2 separate regions of the Mus musculus genome follow, and region 2 is linked to region 1. Evidence: chromatin contacts called from public promoter capture Hi-C data. All regions are on one chromosome and are shown on one strand. Each heading gives the region's core, a stretch centred on a gene start, on an enhancer-like site or on the middle of the called end of the contact. The rest is flanking DNA. Distances are from core to core; before and after follow the strand shown.

The links. Capture Hi-C pulls out chosen DNA fragments and counts their contacts.
Region 2: a contact with region 1 is called in a promoter capture Hi-C map of adipose tissue. The contact joins two enhancer-like sites. A contact is called at or near these places in 1 of 39 promoter capture datasets (neutrophils), 1 of 15 datasets of contacts at CTCF or cohesin (embryonic stem cells), 6 of 484 Hi-C or Micro-C datasets (the CH12 cell line, cortical neurons, effector CD8 T cells and 3 more), 6 of 115 datasets of contacts at active chromatin or transcription factors (CD8 T cells, bone marrow-derived macrophages, cardiomyocytes and 2 more) and 5 of 9 other capture datasets (adipose tissue, embryonic stem cells, liver and 2 more).

The regions. Positions count from the first base shown.
Region 1 is chr7:55,982,755-55,989,062 of GRCm38.p6, forward strand. It overlaps Nipa1 (non imprinted in Prader-Willi/Angelman syndrome 1 homolog (human)), which reads right to left. Exons shown (of 5, transcript NM_153578.3): 4 at 2,650-2,810. Among named protein-coding and RNA genes, the nearest start is that of A230056P14Rik, 23 kb to the left of the region's middle. Within about 2 kb of position 3,982, at least 51 of the 459 cell types and tissues checked have an H3K27ac peak or open chromatin away from gene starts, as enhancers often do. A contact at or near this core is called in adipose tissue, where this site is marked.
Region 2 is chr7:56,064,037-56,070,344 of GRCm38.p6, forward strand. Herc2 (HECT and RLD domain containing E3 ubiquitin protein ligase 2) reads left to right here. Exons shown (of 93, transcript NM_010418.2): 3 at 3,948-4,062. It also overlaps the pseudogene Gm51510. Among named protein-coding and RNA genes, the nearest start is that of Herc2, 17 kb to the left of the region's middle. Within about 2 kb of position 2,290, at least 32 of the 459 cell types and tissues checked have an H3K27ac peak or open chromatin away from gene starts, as enhancers often do. A contact at or near this core is called in adipose tissue, where this site is marked.

The sequences.
Region 1 (6,308 bases), core at 2,732-5,231:
TGTCTATCTAGTCAGATTTGGTCTCTAACTCTGCCCTTCATAAGGTAAAACAGTGTATGTGTTCCCCCACCCCCCGCAGCATAAGCTTCTGTTTTCTGAAGTGATGCTGCCAAGCACTGAGAAATGTGGACATCGAAGCACTAAGTATCGCCTTCACTTCCTGCGGGGCCACGCATCTTAGCCACGGTCTCGACATTCTAACCCTGACATACACACCCCAGTCCCACCATGCTCCCTCTAAATACCTTTACAAACATTTTCTCTGACCTTCCGGCTTTGAACTGTTAGGCGTTATATATGGGGGGGGGGGCGTGGAAAGATAATTAAGTGGTGGTTTAAATTTCCTCTAGGGCAAAAATTACTTGTGCTGTTTGTACCTTTAGATGAGGGGGGGATAAAGGGAGTGAGGGGAAGAGAGTCAGAGAGAGAGAGAGAGAGAGAGAGCACGAGAGCGAGCGAGCACGAGAGCTGTGCCATGCATATACTGGCAGCACTGAGTGGATTCTGTAGGTTAAAGAAAAGTACCTACAGTTGAGAGGGTAAAGTGGAGTATGGGTGGGGCTGGAGGAAAAGGAATGTGTGCACTATTTGCATGCCTGGTGGCTGAGGAGGTCAGAAGAGGGCATCAGATCCTCTAAAACTGGAGTTACATACGATTGTGAACTACCATATGGATGCCAGCAATCAAAACTCAGTGCTCTGGAAGAGCAACAAGTGCTCTTAACCTCTGAGCCATCTCTCTAGCCCATCAAATTACACTGTGTACATATATTATGAAATTCTCAACAAATGCATATATTTAAAGACATCATAAAATCATCATCAACAACAAAACAAAGTTGGATGTGGTGTCATATGCCTGTAATGTGAACAGTTAACAGGTTGAGGGAGGGACTGTAACAAGTTTGGGGCTAACCTATGCTACATAGCAAGCACCAGGCCAGCCAAGCTATATATCGTGACCCTGAGTAAGAAAAAGAAGCACAACAGGAGGAGGTAGAAGGGAAAGAATTATCATTATTATTATTATTATTATTATCATAAGAAAGTTGTCAGTGAAGGAGCTAGAGAAAAGACCCAAGGAGTTGAAGGGGTTTGCTGCCCCATAGGAGGAACAACAATATGAACAAACCAGTGCCCCCAGAGCTCCCAGGGACTAAACCACCAACCAAAGAGTACACATGGTGGGACTCATGGCTCCAGCTGCCTATGTAGCAAAGGATGGCCTAGTCGGTCATCAATGGGAGGAGAGGTCCTTGGTCCTGTGAAGGCTCAATGCCCCAGCGTAGGGGAATGCCAGGGCCAAGCAGTGGGAGTGAGTGGGTTGGGGAGCAGGAGGAAGGGGGAGGGGGTAGGGAGCTTTTGGAGGAGAAACCAGGAGAGGGGATATCATTTAAAATGTAAATAATGAAAATATCTAATAAAAAAGTCAGAATCATGTGATTTTATATTTTACATGTTCTTAATACTTTCAAGTTAATTATACATAAGGCTGGAGAGAGAGAGACCAGCAGTTCAAAGCTCATACTGCCTTTGCAGAGGACCCAAGTTTGTCCCAGTACCCAAATGGAGCAGCTCACAACTGCGTGAAGCTGCAGTTCAAGGACAGTGTGACACCTCTCACCTCCAAGGGCACCTGTACTCATGTGTACAGAGGCATATCAAAGATAAAAATAATATAGCATAGTTATACATATATAAGTTACAAATGGATAAATAAGTGGGAACATTCACACCCATCACAAGTAAGGGGGCTGGGAATAGGGCTCAGAGGGGCAAGGCTTACTTAGCCTGCATAGGCCGAAGTTCCATTCCTGGCTTGGGGAAAGATAACTTATAGATCTGCTCCTCTGGAAATCGCATGAACCTTTCGGGGCACCCTTGCCTAGTTCACAGCAGAGTTGTCAACTTTTTAACGCCTTTGTCTTTATTCTCATACTCAGAAAATACAAACTTTATGAGAATAAGGAAATATTAAAATGTGAAATGTTCGCAGAGATGATGGTTTGAATGAAAATGACCTCCCCCCACAGGTTTGTATATTTTAATACTTGATCACCAGTTGGTAGAATTATCTGAGAAGGGTTAAAAGAAAAGAGTGGCCTCATTGGAGGAGCTGTGTCACTTGCTGGCACGCTTTGAGGTTTCAAATAAGTTATGCGAGCCCCATTGCTGTCTCTGAGCCTCCTGCCTGTGGAGGATCAAGCCCGTGAGCTCTCAGCCGTTCTGGTCAACATTCCTTTGCTCCATCATCACAGACTCTTAACCACAAGCTCTGAAACCATGAGGCCAAGTAAATGTTTTGTTTCATAAGCTATCATGTCCATGGTGTTTTGTTGCAGCAACAGAAAAGTAACTAAGACAACAGACATAAAATACCAAAGGGAAAAAAGGTCTTAACTAGCTTCATGAAATATGAGGTCTCCACGTAATCAAACCAAACTTAAGAGTACCTCTGAAAATTGGGTTTGGCATGTCCTCACAGCCAGCTGATGTACACACATAAAATGGACAGCCAATCATGGTCTAAATCGGAGTAGACATTGTACCCCTGCCCTGCCGGAAATCATCACGACAGAGTGGTAGTATGAGCTGTCTGGCTTCCCCAGGAAACACACCGAGCCACCCGCTCTGCTAAGAACGAGTTACCTGGATTGGTCAGCTTCTCCTCCAACTCGGCCTGCGTGGTCACACTCTCAGACTTCGGGGAATGGATGATCAGCACGACAGAACCTGCGCAGCTTAGCAGACAGCCCAACTTGCCCAAGATGTTGAGCTTTTCCTTCAGAAGGTAAGAAGCTAAAATGGACCTTCAATTAAGGAAAAGAAATCATTATAGTTTAAGTCAAACTTGTTTTTACTAGTTGAAGATACTTTATCTAGAAGATTCATACTTTTTTAATAGGTGTATTTTATTTTCATTGTTTTTTTTTTAATGTTTTTATTTGTATTTTAGCACTGGGAATCAAATCCAGGGCCCTGTGTATGCTTTAACACTGAGCACCATGTACATCCTGCCCAGCATTCACTTTTTACAAAGAGAAAAACGAACTTTCCCATTAGATATTTATTGAAGTTTTTTTTTTCAGCACAATTGGGTTTTTATACATTTTCATGTATAACCAATATGTAGATTGTAACATCGTAACTCATATCATGGAATAGTTTTAATTATCATATAGATATAAAATATATGAGAAGAGGAAATTTTATTATTGACCAAAAAATTTCTTCTTTACTTAAAAAAAAAAAACAAATAACACACATAGACACAAAATAAATAAATAAATAAATAAACAAATAAATAAATTCAGAAATGCTAACAGCAACTGAAGTATGGAAGAAGGAATACAGAATGGTTACTTCTCACTAACATTCAAAACTTAAAAGATCTGGCACTATTTCTTCAAATACAGGAAATGTGTAGGTATCAGTGTGTTCATCTCTTTTCCCTTTACAACATCAGCATCCAACCTGAATGGGGAAAAATGGGCTTCCACTAGGTCATTCCTATTGTGCTGTTATTAATACCGAAGATATTCAGAGGACATGACCATCCAAGAACAGGATGCAATGGTTCATGGTTATACTGGATTATTTACTTTGACCAATAGTCCCCAGACAGGATCCACATAGAAACTAAGGCTACAAGCTAATGAAGAAGCAGGAGAAATGTCCCTTATTCTTGCTGAAATGAACTGATAATAGACAGTTGACAGGGGAAAAAAGTACCCAAAATCATCTAGTGTGTATTATCATTTGTATTTTTTAGGGAAACAAAGTTAAACGAGACAGAACGTCACTGTGTAGTCCCGGCTGGCCTCTGCTTTAGTCTCCCATGAGCCACTACACTCAGGCAGTTCACATCATAAATGTCTTGTCAATGGCTGGGCATTAACATAGTTTCCAGCCTGCGATGTTACTGGGAAAGTGAGTCATCAGAAAAGGAAGGCAGAGGTCTAAAGCGAGGCTTCGAAGAGGGAACTGGAACCGTAATAAAATACGGTTCCATACGGGCAGAAGGGAGGGGGCTGCCTTGGGGAATCCAAGCAAACAGCAAGCAGAAAGCGGCCAGGAGAGGGCAGCAGTGGGTAGAGAAAGAACCAAGTGCATGAAAGGTCATAATGAAACCCATCACTCTGGGTCCCAACTAAAAAAATTAATTAAAAATACTTACAAACAAAACCAGAAAAATAAATAAATAAAATTAAGGCTATATGGTTAGAACTTAAACGTTGCCTTCCCAGGGGATGAGAGAGAGGTATGTGGCTGCAGGGCAAGACTGAAGAAGTGGATGAGCAGGGCTCCTCTCAGCCCTGGGAGGAGGTAGCCTTGAGCCACAGTAACTGAGGAACAAAAAAAACTTGTCTTTTGCAGAGAATCAGTTGATTTTTTCAGATGCCCTTAACAGGTGCCTGAGTAAGGTGATGATGCTCGACTCTAGACTCTCTCTCGGTCAGTGGCTCGCCTTTCCTAGTTATTCAATACTGGGAGGGGGTTATTAGTAAGTGTAAATTAAGATTACATCTACTTTGGAAGAAATATACTAAGTGAACTGAGAAATCCTTAACTTGTACTTTGTTAAACAAAGAGAATGGAAGATGACTAGACAGACCAGGGGTAAGAAGGCACAGGTTAGCGACCAGAGTTGGAAGGCTCACCCTGTCAACACACCACACCTGGGGCTATCATTTTCTGAATACCTGCACATAGTTCCCACCTCCTGTCTTATACTACTTTGTGTGAAGTCAACACAGTATACTATACTATACTGTACCTACAGTTTCGCCCTAAAGGAGGCCTAGTCATCCAGTTTGGAAAGTAAACTGCATTGCTGAGATAATATAATGAGAAAACCATGGCAAAAACATGCCTATATCTTAAATCAGGGCTCATATTTTTGACTACTTGATCCCTAGTTGGTGGAACTGTTTGGAAAGGGATTAGGGGTGTGACCTTGCTGGAGGAAGTGTGAGACTGGTGGAGGGCTTTGAGGTTTCAAAAGGCTGGAACCATTTCCAGTGCTGTCTCTGCCCCCTGCTTATGGATCAACCAACAAACTCTGCAGCTGTCCCTTTGCTCTGCCATTGTGGACTCTCACCCTCTGAAACTGTAAGCCAAAGTGAACACTTTTTGCTTTATAAGTTGCCTTGATCAAGGTGCTTTGCCACAGCAATAGAAAAGTAATAAAGGTAGGGGTCTATGTTGCTGCCCAAAGAATCATGAACACAAGGGGGAGGGTCACAGAACAAAAACCAGAGCTAGGTTCACCTGGGACAGCCATCAGACTGTGCCATGGTTGAAAGGGCCTGCCATAAACAAAAGCGGAAAGATAATGAGCCTGGGTCACAAGGCCAGATCACCTCCCACCCCACTGCAAAAGACCAGAATGCAATAGCCACACGTAAAAGTTGGTTATTAAAAAAAGAGTTGGTTATTGATGACTTATAAGTCTTATATACGGAAGTACAAGTTCCTTATCGTACACATAATTTGAGACTTTTTTTTTCCCTATTCTGAATGTTCTTTTCTTGATGGCAGTTTCTGGAACATAGTGTTTAAAATGTTTATTCATGTGTTGTGTATGTGTGTGTACGCGAAAATTCTATAGTCCGCATTATGTTAGAGGTCAGAGGACAACTTAGGGAAGTTTGTTTACTTAATGTGGACTCTAGGAGTGAACGGAGGTCATCCACCAGGTCTGGCAGCAAACCTGATGGCAGTAAAGATATCTCTACCTGCCGAGTCTTCGCACTAGACCACTGGTTATTTTAAATTTATTCTTTTTATCAGTTTCATACAAGATACAATGCACCTTGATTAGGTCTACCCCAACTCCTTCCTGCCACTCACCCTGGACATCCCAATCAAGTCTCCCTCCAACCTTCATTTCTCTGCAGAATAGACATTTTAAGTTTGGTATATAGTTTATTTTTTCTTCATGTGATTCTGGTATCATACTTAAATAGCCCATTCCCTGATTAAAAATTATAGTGACTTAAACTGTTGTTGTTTTTTTTTTCTAGGAGTCTGCCAGTTTTAGCTCTTGGACAGATTTTGAGTTCCTTTTTGTGTGGTGAGATAAAAGCAACAACTTTGAATATTTGCATGCCAATGTCAGCCTGTTTGTTGGCCCCATTTGGTTTCTTTCTCCATTCTGGCAGTGCTGGGGTCAAGCTTAGGAGCTTGCATGTGCTCAGAACAATGCTGAGTCGACGTGGCAAAAGTGGACACACATGAGCTACCGCCCCAGCCCTTCAGCACAGTTTTTAGAAAGCCTAGTCTTTCTTATAGAGTTAGTTCAGTAT
Region 2 (6,308 bases), core at 1,040-3,539, 80 kb after region 1:
GCTTTCATTGTGTCCCATAAGTTTTGGTATGATATGTCTTCATTTTCATTAAATTCTAAAAAGCCTTTAATTTCTAAACGGAACTAATTCTTATTCTTGGTTTTGTTTTGTTTTTTGTTTTCTGAGACAGGGTTTCTCTGTGTAGCCCTGGCTGGCCTGGAACTCACTCTGTAGACCAGGCTGGCCTCGACCTCAGAAATCTGCCTGCTTCTGCCTCCCGAGTGCTGGGATTAAAGGCGTGCGCCACCACACCTGGCTCTTATTCTTGTTTTTTAATTCTTTGCCTTTTTCCAGTTTCATATCTGATCTGATCACTGATCTGAAATGACCATAATACTTTCCTTGTCTTGATTAATCAACTCTTGATTCTGACTCCTTCACTATCGCTTCTCGGCCTTTTGGCTAAGATCAAGTGTAGTATCTGACTCATTCACTTTATTTTTTTGTACTTTCTTCCTCTTTCTCACTCCTTTATAATGGTAATTATATGGAGGCTTGTAAGGCTCATGGGTTCCCTTGAGATTTGGCATGAAGGTTGAGTGTAACTCCTGTAACAGAGCACATCTGAGTCTTGAGGCTTGGCCTCTTTGCCTGTAGCTGTTTGCACTGTGGTATGGACTCGAATCCATTGATAGGTCTTAACTGCTGTTCTCTCACTTAGAGCCATGCCTTCCTATTCCTTCCTTAAGCCTCAAGGTAGGAACACTCTTGAGTATAGTTTCAGGAGGTCCTACTTCTCTCCTGCTTGTTGCTACTTTACCAAGAGCCCTCTGTTAGGGTTTCAAGCTATTTCATTAGTAGTGTGAATAGTACTAGCATAGGGCTGAGAAGTGTGTCTATGGGACTAAGCAGAATGCCAAATTAGTTTTTTATGACTTCGTAGCAAATCACTAAACACAAGTTTGACAACTTCAAACAACTCACTTCTCTTTTGACATTTTGGTGGGTGAGGAGTCTGTAGTGTAACTCAGTCTTCTGTAGCTGTTCCTTGCTCTCATCTGGGCTCCAGAGTCCACACTGACCAGCTAGGCCTTGTGGTTATGGCTTGATGCCCAAGGTTCAGAGGCTGCTCTTTTCTGCTGGCTTTAATTTGGTCAAGTAAGCTCCAAAGATAAGATTTCTTTTGCTTAACTAGAAGCAATGGATTTGGAGCCTTAACTTATTTGATATCAAAGCACTTAGCTAGTAGTGTAACCCACCATCTTATTTATGGTCTTGTATGTAGTTTGTCAAGAGAGATCACAAGTTGAATGTATACCCCACAGGACTAGAATTTTGTGTACCATCTTATCCTATTATTGATCATCATAATTTATAAAGGTGAGATCTGAATATTTACTTGCATAAATTGGTTGGGAGAGAACTATGAAGAACTGGAGTGAAAGTCTAGAAGAGTTCAGGGCTGGAGAGATGGCTCAGCAGGTAAAAGCACTTACTATTCTTGCAGAAGACCTGGATTAGTCCTCAGGACCTACCTAGTGGCTCATAATTATCTGGAACTCCAGATCAAGGGGATCTTATGCCTGTTTCTACCTCTGTGCACTTCAGCACATATGAGTTAGATACAGGATAACTGTCATCAAGACAAAAACAAATGGTGATGTGAATGGTGGGAAACAGGAACGATATGTACTGTTGACAGGAAAGTACTCAGAGGATTCAAAGGCTGCATATGGTAGATGCTCACTGTAGTACCCATGCTTACAGTTTTCTAGTCATAACTGCCAAGGCATGACATCAGCTTTGGTGTCTGTCAGTGGGAGAATAAGTAAAGAAAATATGGTGCATATATAAAACACACACACACACACACACACACACACACACAGACAAACACACATACCCTATACGCATGCTCTCTTGATCCTTCTCCCCTGACTCCTTCCTCCCCCCACCCCCCACCACAAACACACAAAGACTGTTTCTCAACTATTAAGTAAAACAGGTTCAGGTCATTTTTGAGACAATGAGAGGAAATGATACTTATGAGCAAAATAAGCCAGATTCAGGAAGGCAAAACTTGTTTTCTGTAGTGTGTAGAATCTCTTTTTTTTTAAATAAAAGTAGGGGGACTCTTAAGGACTAGACCAGGGATAGTTTTATCTGTGGAGATGGCTGTGCATAATAGAGTAGATGTGATCAAAATATCTTCAATGATATGTGAAAATATTAGGAAACTCATTAATGTGTATAAGACATTTTATTGTGACACATTGTTGTAACCCTACGACTAGGAAAGCTGAGACTGGAAGACTGGAGTTGGAACTGGCCTAGGCTACTTAGTGATAAGCAAGGAAGTGAGTCACTAATAAATCAGCACAGTGTGCACACTGTTATACAATGTGCTCTTTGACGTCACTGTTTTTGTTGCATGATATTTTCACATGTTACTTATTTTTAAATGAAGTAAGTAGTTCATTGTTTTATTACTGAGGAATTGAATAAAATAAGGTGGGGGAATCAAGATTTTTCCCTCCCTGTCTGTTGCTGCTGGTAGGTGATGGATCACACCTTGAATCCCAGCACTCAAAAGGTAGAGGCAGGCAGATCTGAGTTAAAGGCCAGCCTATTATACAGACTAAGTTCCAGGACAGCCAGGGCTACACAGAGAAACTCTTGTCTTAAAAAAAACCAAAACAACAACAAAGACTGTCACTGAAACACTATTCATTTTGAACACAGGACTTGGAGAGATTGAGCTAGAACTATCTTGAAGGCCTCTTGTATGAGGGCTGACTCTCATAGTATCAGAAGATGGTATATAATCTTCCAAGGGAAAAAGTAATCAGTACCACCCAGCCATGAAGCCTGCAAACCATAGCTACCACTGGCCCAGTAAGATATCCCCAGTGGTGTAATAGTTGCGCTTTTATTTTGAGGATAACTATACTATAAACCTAGTCAACTACTTTTGACTGGAGAAGTCATAGACCCTAGAGGTGAACCTACTTAGCCATTTTCCTAAATTGATACAATTTCTAACTGTATATAAGTATATATCTTATATATCTTATATGAGTGTATATATAGCATGTGTGTAGTTCTCACTCCTCATTAAAGAAGTTTCTTTTGGTAGCAGACAAAGGCTGTTACAGAAATTCAGAGCTGGTCATTGAAATAACTATGGGGTGCCCAGACCCAAGTGATATAATACAACCCCCTCACCTAAGGCACAAGGAACATCATAGATGAAGGGATGGAAAGATTTTTGTTTAAAGATTTATTTATTATTATACATAAGTACACTGTAGATGACTTCAGACGCGCTAGAAGAGGACATCAGATCTCATTATGGGTGGTTGTGAGCCACCATGTGGTTGCTGGGATTTGAACTTAGGACCTTTGGAGGAACAGTCAGTGCTCTTAACCACTGAGCCATGTCACTAGCCCCTGAAAGATTTTTTAAGAGCCAGAAAACCAAGATGCCTACTGTGAGTGTATTCTAGACATGACAGGGGTGCTGCACCCATGAAAACACAATAGCGTGGTTACCTGTACAAGATTGAACACAATGTCAGCATCAGTTGACATGCCAGTGTGGATGGGGAAATTCCACAAGGCCTCATCCCAGGTCAAGAGCTATAGGCAATCTGTAGCTGCTGAGAGAATCAGTTCGCTTTAGTGATGGACCCCTTGGGTTAGTCACTCTGAAGGTCAGCCCTAAATACATATGAACAACACTAGGTAGACACAGTAAGTTGTGTATCTTTTATATATGTGTGTATAGATGTGTTTTATACATATGTATATGTATATGTGTGTGTGTGTGTAATAATAATAGGTACAGAGGAGGTCATGAGTTTGAGAGGGAGTGGTGGGGACAGGAGTTGGAGGGCAGAAGGGTGGAAATAATGTAGCTAGAGTACACATGTGAAATTGCCAAAAATATAAAGTCTTTGAATAAAAAAGATTTATACTGATCTAAGTTTATCTTTTGTATTTGCCAGCTTGCATTCACAAGAGATGGACTCTGTGGTCTGTGGAACGAAATGGTTAAAGATGGGGAAATTGTGTACACTGGAACAGAATTAGCACAAAATCGAGAACTCCCTTTGAGAAAAGGTAGGAACTTTTAATGCTTATCTTTTTATTTTGTAACTACTGTTATAATGGCATGTTAAAGAAAAAAATTATAAATTACATGCATGTGTGTGTCTCTGTGTGTGTAGGCAGGCAGGTGCTGTGGTATGCATGTCAGGGTACATATATGTGTGAGCTTGTTCTCTCTGTTATGTGGTTTCCTGATGAGTAACTTTGTATGCTGAGCTATCTCTTTCTCCTACTTCAAAAATAACCTTTATTTATTTGTGTGTATAAATTGCCTTTTTGAGCATCGGTCTTTGGATGTTTGTTTTCCCTTCGGTCATTTTTGTCTATAATGTTAGTTAATATTTCAAATTATTCAGATATTTTGTTTGTGTTAACTAGTGTATAGCCTGTTTGAAATGATGAGTGAATAGCTTTTGGTTTAAACTGAAACAGATCTTCCCATAACTAACAATCCTGTATAGGACTATAGTGATAGATTCAACTAGCCTGGTGATTGAAATCAGCATCAAGACTTTAAAAAGAAGGATGGATGCCAGCACTTACTCAGATGTGTTGTATCTGACAAGCCCAATTACGGCTCACTGCAGAGTTTGTTGAATGTCATTCCAGTATCAAAAAATCATTTTTGGAAATTTTTTTCTTTTTCAAGACAGTGTTTTGCTGGCTGTTTTAGAACTTACTCTGTACACCAGGCTGGCCTGCCTCTGCATCCTGAGTGCTGGGAATAAAGACATGCACTGACACCACCCAGCTTACTTTTAGAATGCATAGTTTTTCTCTTTGTGCAATGAATTAGTATACTGTTGATTGGAAAGTATGTGAGGAAAAGTATTATTAGCTTACGTTTTTGGTTGCATTATCTAGTAGAGTGAGCTCTGTTTCTTGTATTTATGTGAAAATTTCCATCTACACATGGAGTAATTGAAAGATATGTACAGTGAGTGGGTGCAAACTCATGCCCTTAGTGTTTGACTCAACTTGTTTATTGTATCACTTGTGTGCATCCATGGACGGGTATGGTCTGGCGGACTGCATATATGGGCTGGCCGACTGCATATTGTTACCTCGAGTTACCCTTTATTAGTATGTGTTAGTGTGTGTGGGAAGGGGTGTGTGTGTGTTTACGTTTGAAAGCAAGTTTGCATGTGGAGGTCAGAGAATAACTACAGGAGTCAATTCTTTCCTTCCACCTTGATTTTCAAGGCAGAGTCTTATTTCTGCTGCTCTGTGTGCTCCAGGTAAGCTGGCCCCAAAGCTGACAGGATCAAATATAAAACAAAATCTATTTTTTGTATTAAACCTAGGGTTTCCAGCATGCTAGGCAAACACTCTGGGTCATGTTAGGCAGACATCCTGCTGTGCTATACTCAGCCTACAAAATTTGTTTTAAATAATAAAGCCTTCTAGTATTTATAATATGCAAAAGTTGGATTGATGTACAGAAAATGTTAAAAGTACAAGATTTCTAGTTTAGGCTACAGTATCTGGCTGGACTATTATTTTGTTTTGCCTGAAATTAGTCAGTTTACTCCTCTTGGGCCTTCTCCACTTAGTCATTAGCAGCTCTCTAGGTCTTAGGCTCAGTACTTTGAACAGAGATGGCCTTGGGTAGTTTGTACAAGTGTCCTCATCATCCTAAAGTCCTAAGATTGGCCAGTTGCTAGCTTGTCCTCAGATGAGGTGACAGCCAACCTGGACTTGTGTGTACAGTAACCTTTAGGATTCCTGGGGCCTTAGGAATGGTAGCCTCTGCTCTTTTTCTTCTCTGCAATAAGGGTGTGTGTTTGTGTGTGTGTTTGTACATGTGCACAAGTATACTGCTGGGGACAGAGTATACTTAGTAACGTGCTCTACTACTGAGCTACACCTCTTTATTCTTTCCAGCATTTCTTAATTTACTCTGTGTTTGGATAATTTGTGTTCTGGGTCTAGTGTATCTTTTGATTCCTGCAGTCATGAAAAGGAGAGTGTATAGACACTAAAGTGAGCTTCTTTCCTGTGAGCCGGTGTTGCTAATTATTATAATATTCATCGCGCTCTCAAGGGACTTACCTTGTTCTTGCTCTGGTATTCTGATTTGTGTTCCTGAGAATAAAGCCTAAAGTGTATTTGGAGATGTTCTTGTTAACTGTGAAAAAATTTCCATCCTGAAGAAGTGAAAGTAAGTAATATGATCTCTAATACAGTGAACTTTCCATGTGTGTTCCTGTAGTCCCCATCTTAATCCAAATAGTTTTATTGTTGTCCAAATTCCCATT